Linked DNA regions of Mus musculus: regions 1 and 2 are each linked to region 3. Evidence: chromatin contacts called from public Hi-C and HiChIP or PLAC-seq data. All regions are on one chromosome and are shown on one strand. Each heading gives the region's core, a stretch centred on a gene start, on an enhancer-like site or on the middle of the called end of the contact. The rest is flanking DNA. Distances are from core to core; before and after follow the strand shown.

Evidence for each region. A called contact is a pair of places that touch in the nucleus more often than the background predicts. HiChIP or PLAC-seq counts read pairs in DNA pulled down with a chosen protein or histone mark.
Region 1: a contact with region 3 is called in a Hi-C map of muscle stem cells, with 3 times the contacts expected there. The contact joins the enhancer-like site here to the promoter of Dctn6 in region 3. A contact is called at or near these places in 1 of 39 promoter capture datasets (pre-B cells), 1 of 484 Hi-C or Micro-C datasets (muscle stem cells) and 2 of 115 datasets of contacts at active chromatin or transcription factors (memory CD8 T cells and pancreatic cancer cells).
Region 2: a contact with region 3 is called in an H3K4me3 HiChIP or PLAC-seq map of embryonic stem cells, with 7 times the contacts expected there. The contact joins the enhancer-like site here to the promoter of Dctn6 in region 3. A contact is called at or near these places in 3 of 39 promoter capture datasets (HPC-7-derived erythroid cells, cranial neural crest and hematopoietic stem and progenitor cells), 2 of 15 datasets of contacts at CTCF or cohesin (CD8 T cells and embryonic stem cells), 8 of 484 Hi-C or Micro-C datasets (the G1E-ER4 cell line, differentiating embryonic stem cells, embryonic stem cells and 2 more), 14 of 115 datasets of contacts at active chromatin or transcription factors (bone marrow-derived macrophages, embryonic stem cells, extraembryonic endoderm stem cells and 3 more) and 3 of 9 other capture datasets (adipose tissue, liver and pancreatic islet).

Annotation. Positions count from the first base shown.
Region 1 is chr8:34,274,586-34,278,384 of GRCm38.p6, reverse strand. No RefSeq gene overlaps it. Among named protein-coding and RNA genes, the nearest start is that of Gm29243, 60 kb to the right of the region's middle. Within about 2 kb of position 2,079, at least 62 of the 459 cell types and tissues checked have an H3K27ac peak or open chromatin away from gene starts, as enhancers often do. A contact at or near this core is called in memory CD8 T cells, muscle stem cells, pancreatic cancer cells and 1 more, where this site is marked.
Region 2 is chr8:33,972,702-33,976,399 of GRCm38.p6, reverse strand. It overlaps Gm33588 (a long non-coding RNA gene), which reads right to left. Exons shown (of 2, transcript XR_378863.2): 2 at 1,896-2,374. Among named protein-coding and RNA genes, the nearest start is that of Gm33588, 10 kb to the right of the region's middle. Within about 2 kb of position 2,154, at least 14 of the 459 cell types and tissues checked have an H3K27ac peak or open chromatin away from gene starts, as enhancers often do. A contact at or near this core is called in differentiating embryonic stem cells and embryonic stem cells, where this site is marked.
Region 3 is chr8:34,106,509-34,110,023 of GRCm38.p6, reverse strand. It overlaps Dctn6 (dynactin 6), which reads left to right and starts at 1,312. Exons shown (of 7, transcript NM_011722.4): 1 at 1,312-1,605. The coding sequence starts at 1,583. It also overlaps a transcript of Mboat4 not described here.

The DNA of each region.
Region 1 (3,799 bases), core at 830-3,329, 170 kb before region 3:
CCAAGATATAAGATATAATTTGCTAAACACGTGATCGTGTTTTAAGCCTCTCCCTGCTACTATTCCAACCTTGAGAGAGAACTACCGAAATCTGCAGGTCTCCCTCCCAGTCATCAGAGGACTGAACCCTGTGTGTAGATGGCTCCAGACTCAAAGGACCTGCAAAAGAGGAAACAGCTCCCACACAGAGCCAAGAATAAGGCCTGTTCCACCAGTGCTGGGCCTTAAGCAGATATTTCAGACCATCTTAGGCCCTGGTTAGAGTACTGAAGACCATCTTGGGCATCTTGGATGGATAATGTAGATCGCCTTGGACCTTAAGTGAAAGCTACAGATAGTTGTGGGCCTTAGGTATATACTGCAGACCATCTTGGGCCCTAAGTGGGCTATCTTGCCATCTTGCCTCAGTGGGGTGGACAATTAAACCTAAAATTTTATTCTGCTTCATGGTTGTTCTTCAAGAATGGAGTTTTTCTTCAGTTGATTTGCGCATAAACTCATGTCCTGGTTTTGAGAACTGTAAAAAGTTCCTTTTGTTCATTGGTGTAATGGTGCAGTATTTTGATGACTGGTTAATTTCAGTTGCTTGACAGATGGTAAAAATGTGAGACTAACAGGGTTCCTGTTTGTTTTGTTTTGGCCGTGCCTTACTTTTTGTTATTTTATCTCGTTCATAGTTTCCCTTTTCACCCACTGTCTATAATGTAATTCCCTCTCCCATTTTGCCCTTTCTCACCCAAGCTTCCTTCCTTGGAAGATCGCCCTTTAAAATCGGGTTTCCCACCAACAGAGCAGCCATGCTGGTGGAGCCGTCACCGTGGCTCTGGCCACAGACCTCTTACACTCTTCCTTAGAAGACGACAAGCAGCCATGCCCCTGAGGGTAACCATAGCAATGATTCACTTGGGCCATATTCTTATATGACCAGGATGAAATCATACAGTGTAGATCCCTGTGTCTAGCTCGGTTCTATCTTATCACGTGACTCATCCACAGAACACAGTATGTTCTCTCTCCTGCTGAATTCTACTCTGCGTGGATATGCCACAACTGATGCCCTTGAAATCACTTCACCTTTGGGGCCAATGTGAACAGTGTTGATGTGAGCCTTCTTGTGTGCATCTTGGTAGCTGTCTGAATATCATATGCCTGGGGCTAAAATTGCTTGTTCACAGACAAGGATTGTGCTGGCCAGTTTTATATCAACTTGACATAAGTTAGAGTTATCTGAAAGAAAGCAAACTTAATTGAGAAAATGCCTCCATGAGATCCAGCTGTAAGGTATTTTCTTAATTAGTGGTTAATAGGGAAGAGATCAGAGCATTGTGGGTGGTGCCACTCCTGGGCTGGAGGTTCTGGGGTTCGATATATAAGAAAGCAGGCTGAGCAAGCCACGGGGAGCAAGCCAGTAAGCAGCCCCCCTCCATGGCCTCTGCTTCTGCTCCTATAACCAGGTTCCTGCATTGATTGAGCCCCTGGCCTGACTTCCTTCGTGATGGATGCAAAAGCAGAAGCCAAATAAACTTTTTCCCCCCTAGCTTGCTGTTGGTCATGGTATTTCATCACAGCAATGGTAACCCAGAGTAAGAAACGTACATATAAAAATCCTTCTTGCTGCACATACTTGTCAATATCACAATATTGCCTTTTCTGCTTAACCTGTTTTAGTAATACATGGTAATCTTTCACCACAATAAAGCATTTATTTATTTTGTTATTAAGCCTTGGCTGTCTGCTTTTAGAAGTGTATCTTGGTCATTTCTCTCATACTTTGTTTTGGAGCAAACAGACCTTTTCCCTGATGACTAATGAAGTTATCATGCTCACAAACCAAATGAGTCACGGAGCTAAAGTGAGACTTAGAACAACAGCCCGAAGCCTCTAGGCTTTTGCTGCCACCAGAATAGGGAGTTCAGGGTCAGTTGTAGTTGGTAATTGTGGCCAAGAAAAGCCAATGAATAAATCTTAAATCTTAAATGTCCTTAAACCATGACGGGACTCGTGTGTGTGTGTGTGTGTGTGTGTGTGTGTGTGTGTGTGTGTGTGTGTGTGTGTTTTCTTTTGTAACTCATTGCATAGTTCCCCAGCATGAACTTTATAAATAACTGCATCATGCTACAATGTCAAAAGGTGGTGGTAGTGGGTGAGCTAAATAATGGCATGGCCATTTATGAATTACAGGGACTGACCTAAAAATTGTGTGTGGGATAGATGATAGAAAGTGAAACTGTGCGTAGGTAAAAATAGTTAGAGATAAGTGGGACAGGAAGAGAAGCAACAAAACCGGAAAACAAAGACAAACCAGTGCAAGCTGGAAAGGGAAATTTACAAGAACTAATCCTTCGATTCTTTTTTTAAGACCAAAAGCAGAAAAAGAAAGGGTTTTTTTTTTTTTCCTTTCTGATGACAGATGGACACAGTGGGCCAGAAGACAAGGCAGTTTTTGAAAAGTATATACTTTGTGTAAAACCCAATGATTTTTGACATGTCAGCTATATCCAAGAGAAAAAAAAATACCTCATCCTGAAAAATGGGAATTTTGGTTCAAGAAATATAAGGCTAAAGATAGAGTTGGGTGAATCAGTTGAAAAGAGATCTAGAAGTGAAGATAAGTTAGAGAAAGGTCAGAGAAATAGGAAGGGGGAGTCTGCCTGTTCCAGTAACTCAAGGACAAAAATCAGAGCAGTGTGTCTACGGCAGTGGGTCTAGAGTATCGGGTCTAGAGCAGTGGGTTCTATAGCATCTACGGCAGTGGGGTCTAGAACAGCAGGGTGTAGAGCAGCAGGCCTAAAGCAATGGGTCTAGAGCAGTGGATCTAGAGCAGCAGGGTCTAGAACAGCAGGGTCTAGAGCAATGGGTCTAGAGCAGCATATTAATAGAACATTTAGCAATGTCTTCCATTGTGAAAAGCAGGAGAATTGGGTCAGGAGTAATTGAAAATAGAGTTGAATGAAACCATTTCCATGGTGGAGAGCTCTTCTTATTTCAGACCCTGAAAATCCAAGGACCATAATCACTGAAAATTCCATAGCTTCCAAAAGTTAGATTTGGCTTGCAGATTTCCCACTTATGTGGGAATAGTGATAACCACGCCCTTATAATAGTTTTTGCAGAAAACCTATCCACTACACTTACTGTTTCAGATATGTTCCATTTCGAAGCAATAGCCCATTGAATTTGTGCAAAGATTGAGGATGAAATGCTGAGTTCTGTGTGAGCAGCTGTCATGACAGATCGCAGATCTTGAGTGGTTAGATTCTGTTGTTCTGGATGTTCAGCCAGGGTGTTCTGCCTCTCAAATAAGCCTCGGCCTAGGAATCCTTAGGCCCCTATTGTGGCCCTGTGTGATGCTCACAGGACCTAGTTTCACTCAGATCTCAATCTGGTTTGAGGCTTTACACTACACATGAGCCAAACTCAGCAAAATGACAAGCAGGGTGACTCACATTATGGGAGTGAGTCTCTTTTCACTAGGATCTACTGGCCTTGTGATGAAAAAGGACAGCTTTGACATGTACTCTGGAGGTAGGCACTGCTGTTGGCACTGATGTCATGGGGGCTGAGCCCCTAAATGGGGCAGGGAAGTTGTGGACACAAGATGGGAACGTTGAGGGCCATCCTGCTGCTTTAAACACTGTCCTGGGGTCTGAGGTAGACTTAGACAGAGATCCTTAGCTCACTGTTTGAATATTATGGTTTATTTAGAAGCTGATCTCAAGAAATGCCCATGGTAGGTCAAAGAGGCAGGATAGGAGAAAAAAAAAGTAAAAGAAGCCACTCTGTGGAATTAGAGAACTGT
Region 2 (3,698 bases), core at 905-3,404, 130 kb after region 3:
TGATGACATAGTCTCTGATTTGTTTTTTGATTTAAGTCTTTGATTACCTCTCCATTAATCAAAATATAGTAAAGCTTGTGTGGTGGGGTATGAATACAATCACAGCACTCAGGGGGCTAAAACAGGAGAATTGCCACAAGTTCAAGGCCAGCTTGGGCTACATAGTGAGTATCAAACTGGCTAGTTCACAGTAGTTAATAGTTAGACCCAGTTACAAACGAGTTAATAGTAGGACCTTATCTCAAAATGTGTGTGTGTGTGTGTACACAAGTCTGTATCAAAAAATTACATATTTATATATCCTTGAGTTTATGAAGAAAGATGTTTCAAAAATATCCACAAAATTGGGCTGTAGTGACGCACGCCTTTAATCCCAGCACTTGGGAGGCAGAGGCAGGTGGATCTCTGAGTTCAAGGCCAGCCTGGTCAACAGAGCAAGTTCCAGGACAGCCAGGGCTACACAGAGAAAGCCTGTCTTGAAAAAGCAAAACAAACTCCACAAAATGCTCTTGTGTCTCCTTAGGTAAAGCCTAACTTCCCACCTGGGATCACATCCAGCCCAGGGCAGAGCTATGTGTGAGTAGAGCTGTCTCAGTCAAGTGTGGGACGCAACTGCTAATTCTAACCAAGAAGAGGAATCGTTTCCACCGTCTCTAAAACACTCAGAAAGAGACGAATGGACTTTCAGGGGCTTTTCCAAAAGCAAAATAAAAAGAGAAAGGAGGTAGTGTTGAGTCTGGGGAAATCTGGCTACCTGAACTAATTTTAGCCAAAGATATAAAATGTAAGTTTAACCAAAAGCAAAATATAAGCAGAGGTAGGTTAGTTTGAGGCTAGCCTGGTCTACATAGAGAGTTCCAAGTAGCCAGAACTATATAGTAAGACTATGTCAAACCAAACAACAATGAAAATCAAAATACAGCCAGGCAGTACAGGCAGGACTACACAGAGAAACCCTGTCTTGAAAAAAAAAAAACCAAAGGTGTGCACCACGGTTTGATATTGAAATCGGGTCTCACTACACAGCCCAGGCTGCCTGCAACTCTCTACATCGACCAGGCTAGCCTCAAACTCACCAAGATCTACCTGCTTCTGCTTATATTTTGATTTTTTGCTAAAGTAATGTCTAGTGACTGATTTAAAGTGTGCCTTCACTCCTGTGTGCTGACACCTAACAAATCCACTGCCTTCAATCCCCTCCCACCCACCCCACCCCCCTCTCCACGTAGTCCTCTGATTTAAAATGTTAATGTTAGATTTAACATGTACCCTCTATAAGCAAATTACTCAAAACAGTAAGAGGGGGATGAGGCAGAGAGCAGCGAGCCAGGCTGGGTTTTACTTGTGAAAGGGCTACGTTTTCTTTTCCAAAAAGACACATGTGCTCACTGCTAGGTTTTAGTTTTGGTTTTTTAATGAAGCTATTTTATTCTATGAATGTAATACCTGTATGAAGTCAATCTGAGAACAACTTCAAACTGCCCAACACTTCTGTTCCACTGGAGTTAGAAACCACACTCTGCCGGAGTCCAGTTTCAAATGTACAAACCTGCCTAGGTGTGTGTCTCCATTTTCAAAAATCCTTTGTTTGTTTTTATACAAATAAAAGGGATAGATAGATAGATAGATAGATAGATAGATAGATAGATAGATAAATGTTCTTTCATAAAATCAAAAACCAGAAAAGAAGGGCAGGTGAGTAGGAAGAGTTGGAGGGAAGGAAGGAGGAAGAAAGGGAGGGAGGCAAAGAGGGAGGGAGGGAGGGAGGGAGAGAGGGAGGGAGGGAATGAGGGAGGGAAAGAGGAAGAGCGATTAGGTAGGCAGGAAGAGAAGACAGAACTATAAGATTCATAATATCTATAAATCAAACCAAGGACACAGGAACACACACACACTTCACACACTTTTTTTTTTTAATGGAGATAGGCTCTCAGTACATCATCTAGGTTAATCTCAAACTTCTGAATTCAAATAATCCTCCTGCCTCTGGCTCCTAAGTACCTGAGACTACAACGGTGCTTAGAAACTTGGATGAAAGGCTAGAAGAGAGGCAGGAGTCGGTGTTGATGCTAAACACTGCAAACCTAGCCAGCTGCAGAGAGCAGTGAGACCCTGGGAAGGAAAGGATGCTTTATTGCTCGGAAAGGGCTGAGACGAAGGGCGTGGCCACAACAGGTGCGGGGCAGGCTGAGATGAGAGAAAGCAGGGTGATGACTCCCATCCTGGAGAGGCAGGGATTTTAGCTGAGTCATGGCAGGTGAGTGTGTGAGCAAGAGTAGAGATGGAGATGAGGGATGACCAGCACAGAAGTGATGCCCGAGGCAGACATTGAAACCCATCATGCTATGTAAAACGTAGTGTCTTCCTTTACCATCTGAAAAAAAAAAAAAAAAAAAAAACCCAACAACAAAAAAACAAGTAGAAAGTACCTAAAAGACCAGGATGAGTTGGTACCCACCCCTTGTGCTCAGTGCTAGAACCCTAGAGAAAAACGGCCCAGACTCCCTGATAACTGGCTCTCACTGTGTAGCTCTGGCTGTTCTAGAACTCATTATATAGCACAGGCTGGCTTTGAACTCACAGTGATTCCTTTGCCCCTGCCCCTGCCCCTGCCCCTGCCCCTGCCCCTGCCCCTGCCCCTGCCCCTGCCTCCCAAGTGCTAGGATTAAAGACTGACCACACTCAGCTACCTGAGCCTGAATTTAAGGGGTGTCTACTAGACACCCTACCCCACCCCAATTCAAGATGGTTTATTAGAGCATAAGAGATTCTCCCTGGCTTACCTTGTTCCTCCTCACCCACCCCTACCTTCCCACTCCACTACCCCTGCACACACATATCCCTACCCTAACCCCCACCCCACATACAGTTTTTCATGTTCCTCACTCATCTCTGCCTGGTACCTTCTGCTCTCCTTTACATACATTTGTATCTTTTGTCTTTGACTCAAGAGTGCTCTAAGAAAAGCATGTCTCTGGTTTGATGCTGGACCTGGCTCTAGAATCTCTGCACTTCTTACTGCAGATAGGCCCTACCCAATGTGCCCTCAAGATAGATCAGTTCCTCCTACTATCTGTCTATGTCCTTTGAACTGGCCTGTTAATTGCACATTTCTAACTGCCATTTGTCCACACCTTATACCATGAAATGCTGAGAACTGGCCTGCCTCTGCCTTCCAAGTGCTGGGGTTAAAAATCTACTACACCCAGCTACCTGGGTCTGAACTTAAGGGATGTCCACAGGGCTGGGGAGATGGCTCAGCAGTTAAGAGCACTCACTGTTCTTCCAGAGGTCCTGAATTCAAATCCCAGCAACCACATGGTGGCTCACAACCATCTGTAATGAGATCTGATGCCCTCTTCTGGTGTGTCTAGAGACAGCTACAGTGTACTTATATATAATAATAAATAAATCTGAAAAAAAAAGAAGGGGGGATGTCCACTAATCACCCCCAACTCAAGATGGTTTATTATAGAATAAGAGGTCTCCCTTGATTACCTTGTTCCTCATTTCCCCAGGAAACTTCCTCACCCACCCCTACCTGCCCACTCCCCTACCCCTGCATACAATCCCATGTACTGGAGGATGAAGCCATTGTAGTTGTGATTAGCATGTGTGTGGTATCTAATGATACCAAACAAAATAGCATTAAATATTCCTCAAGTGAACACGGCTCTCTTTCAGGTGGATATACAGCT
Region 3 (3,515 bases), core at 63-2,562:
CTGTATTTAAAACACTAACATGGAGGACCATAAAAGAAAAAAAAAAGTGTATTTAAAGTGCAAGAGAGCATCACCACACCACATCACCTGAACAGGTGTGTCCCTCTGAATGAAGGTAGGCTGTTCAGCTGAAACTTTAAACGTCTTGCAAGAGCTCACAATGATGTATTTCAAAGTCTGAAAGTACTCTGGTACTGCACCCACTAAACCTACGTGTTCTAGCTAAAGGAAAAATAAACACTTTCTACTGCAAAAACAGACTCAAAGCTGGGCAGTGGTGGCGCACGCCTTTGATCCCAGCACTCCGGAGGCAGAGACAGGTAGATTTCTGAGTTCGAGACCAGCCTGGTCTACAGAGTTAGTTCCAGGATAGCCAGGGCTATACAGAGAAACCCTGTCTCAAAAACCAAAAACAAACAAACAAACAAACAAACAAAACCAGACTCAAAGAACACATTACCACTAAGCCAGGTCTACAGAAGACCTGAAGGAATCTTTCAGATTGAAGAGAGAAACAAGTCCCTCTGAGAAATCATAAAAAAGAATAAACCACACTAGAAAAACTGTTAAAACAATACAACAACCACTATAAAAACCAGGAAAATGGCAGGAGCCATAACTCTGAGTAACCAAGGGTGACCTTGAATTTGTGATCCTTCCTGGGCTGGGTTTATGGGTGGGTTCTGCCATGGCCAGTTTCGTGTGACTCTCTGGAATGAACTCTGGACTTCATGCATGCTAAGCAAGCACTGTACCAACTGAGCCAACAGCCCCAACACACCCCCTTTAAGATATTTCTTGGTGTGACTAGAAATTGCTTAATTAAGAAACAGATTGTCCCGGATAACCAGGAGTGGGCCAGATTCAATCAGTTTAAAGGGTTCAGAGCAACACTGAAACTTCCCCCCTGAAAAGAAGAAATTCCACCTGTGGGTAGCAGCTTGGCCTTCCAAATGAAAAAGTCCCAGCTTGATCTACGGGTTTCGAACTTGCACAGCAGATCCCTAACTAATTCCTAACAAAACCCTCGTAATTCATATCTCCTGCTGGTTTTGCTTCTCAGAATGAATCCTTATTATGCCACCTGGGTCCTACGTAGCAGTAGTTGGGAGATGGAAAGACAGCTTGGTTTCTTCAAAGTTTAATAGCGTGAGATGACAAAGCCTCAGAAGAGCCAAGCACACACACATACACACGCATACGCGCGCACGCGCGCGCTTGTAAAGAGACGTTTAAAAACTGGATTTGATGTTCAAAAGAGATTTTGACAGGCTTAGGGAGGAAGTTAAACGTAGAGTGAACTTAACGATAAGGATCAGGGCTGATGGGGTTAGGATAGACTTGGTAAACACTGTCAAGTGGAAAAAACGACTTTCCAGGAGGCAGAAGCGAAGCAAGCCAAGCCAACCCCGAAAAGCAAACCATCCTCAGCACGCAAGCGCGAACCTGGAAAGCAGAAGGCGGGTCTCTCAGGCCCCGCCTCTCCCAGGCCGTGCCAGGCTCTGCAATCCCATGCAGAGATCATCGCTCTAGCCAGGCTGCAAAAATCGATCTCAGCTCTTCCTGAGACCCGGGCTTGACGATGGCGGAGAAGACGCAAAAGAGGTACGTGTTAACACCTCCGCAGGGGCAGAACCCGTTTCTGGTCGCGGCGTGGGGGCACTGAGACGGTGTATAGGTGGATGGCTCCATAATCCCATACCTGGCGTCCGTGGGGTGTGGGGGCGGAGAGGGTTTGTTCCGTGACCCCCACCCATCCCAGCACGCCTGCGCAGACTCCATTGGGGCTGCGTGGGGGACTCAGGGAGGCTGAGGGAGGTTGTGCGGGCGAGAAGGCTGCTCAGCGGTGGCTGCACCGTCGGCCCTGCCTCTGATCAGGAAGAGGGAGGCCTGGAAGAAGACACTGATGCTGTCATCCTTATGTCAGTGCCTGAGAGCCCAGGGCCGGCAACTATGGCTTTTCCTGTCACAGTCTTCACCAGTGAGAGCCGTTGGTGGAAAGAGACCGCATGGATAACAGAAAAGCATAGGGATTCATTTGCCGTTGCCTCCTTTGTCCTGGGATTAATGTCTTGAGATATACATATACATATACAGCTGTATGTATATGCATGTATCGGTGTTAAGGTGTGTGCGTGTGAATGTTGTCTCTCAAGCCAGAAGAGGGCGTGGATCGCCCCGGAAGCAAGCATTCAGTTATCACAGGACAAAGATCTAGAGAGACAGGGTGTTTCTGGGCAACTTTCGGCTCAGAATCGAGAATACTGGTGTCAGAACAGTGACGCCCCAGGAATAAACTTTGCTCTAAGAACTTTGTGGTATGCATTATCATTTGATGGTCTGTAGAAATTCTAGGGTTAGTGTCCTGATGAGTTCTAACTGTCAGCTTGAAACAACTTAGAGTCATCTGGGAAGAGGGAACCTCAATTGAAGGATCGTCCATGTCGGGGTGAGTGTCTTGATCTGTGATTGAGATGGGAAGGCCCATCCCACTGTGGGCAGAGCCATCTCCAGTCGGGTAGGCCTGGGCCATTTAAGAAAGCTACTTAGCAAGTGGGCCAGTAAGCAGTCATAGTTCCTGCCCTGAGCTCCCTGGGCATGGTGAGCAGGAAGTGTAAGGCGAATAAACCGTCTCCTCCCCACGCTGCATTTGGTCATGGTCTTTATCACAGCGACAGAAAGCAAGACAGAACAGTTAGAATACTGTTAAGAAATAAAATCCAAAGCTGTTTTGTTAAGCATTTAAAAGTATATGTGATTTTGGCCTAATAGGCTGTGTGCCACTTAAGAAGTTCATAATACATTAAACATTCTTACCACTGACTTGCTATTTTTCCATGAATCTCTTAAAACCTTTTTCTTAGCTACAGAGTCAGCATAGCTGTATTAAAAACTTTTTTTCATATTATTTTTTGGTGGTGTGAATGACACAGTCTCCTATAGGCTCATGTGTTTGAGTACTTAGACCCCAGTTGATGGTGCTGTTTAGAAAGATGCTCATGCACACTCGCACTTGTGAGTGCATGTGTATGTGTGTGTATGTTTGTTCTTGCTTGCACATGCATGTGTGTTTCAAGCTGTGGTGTCTCAGCTTCCTGGTTTTCTGCCACCTGCTGCCTGGCTCCTCACAATGATGGACTCTTATCCCTCTGGAATCTTAAGCCACAATAAATTGTTGCCTTCTACAAATTGCTCTGGTTACGGTGTTTCATTTCCACAACAGAAAAGGAATCCCTTCACATTGATTGATTGATGGATAATTGAATGTGTTTATATGCGTGAGAGTACACACATGCAGTAGTATACTTATGGATACTTATGGACACTTATGGAAATTGATTCTCTCCTTCCACCGTGTAAGACCCAGGGATTGAACTCAGGTGGGCAGACTTGGCAGCAAGCACCTTCCTTTATCAGCCCCTTTCTCCACTGAGCCATCTGGCTGGCCCCAGCATACCTTCTGTAACATATTTACATTTTAATTTTATTTCCATGGGTTCCAAGGCTCTGAATGG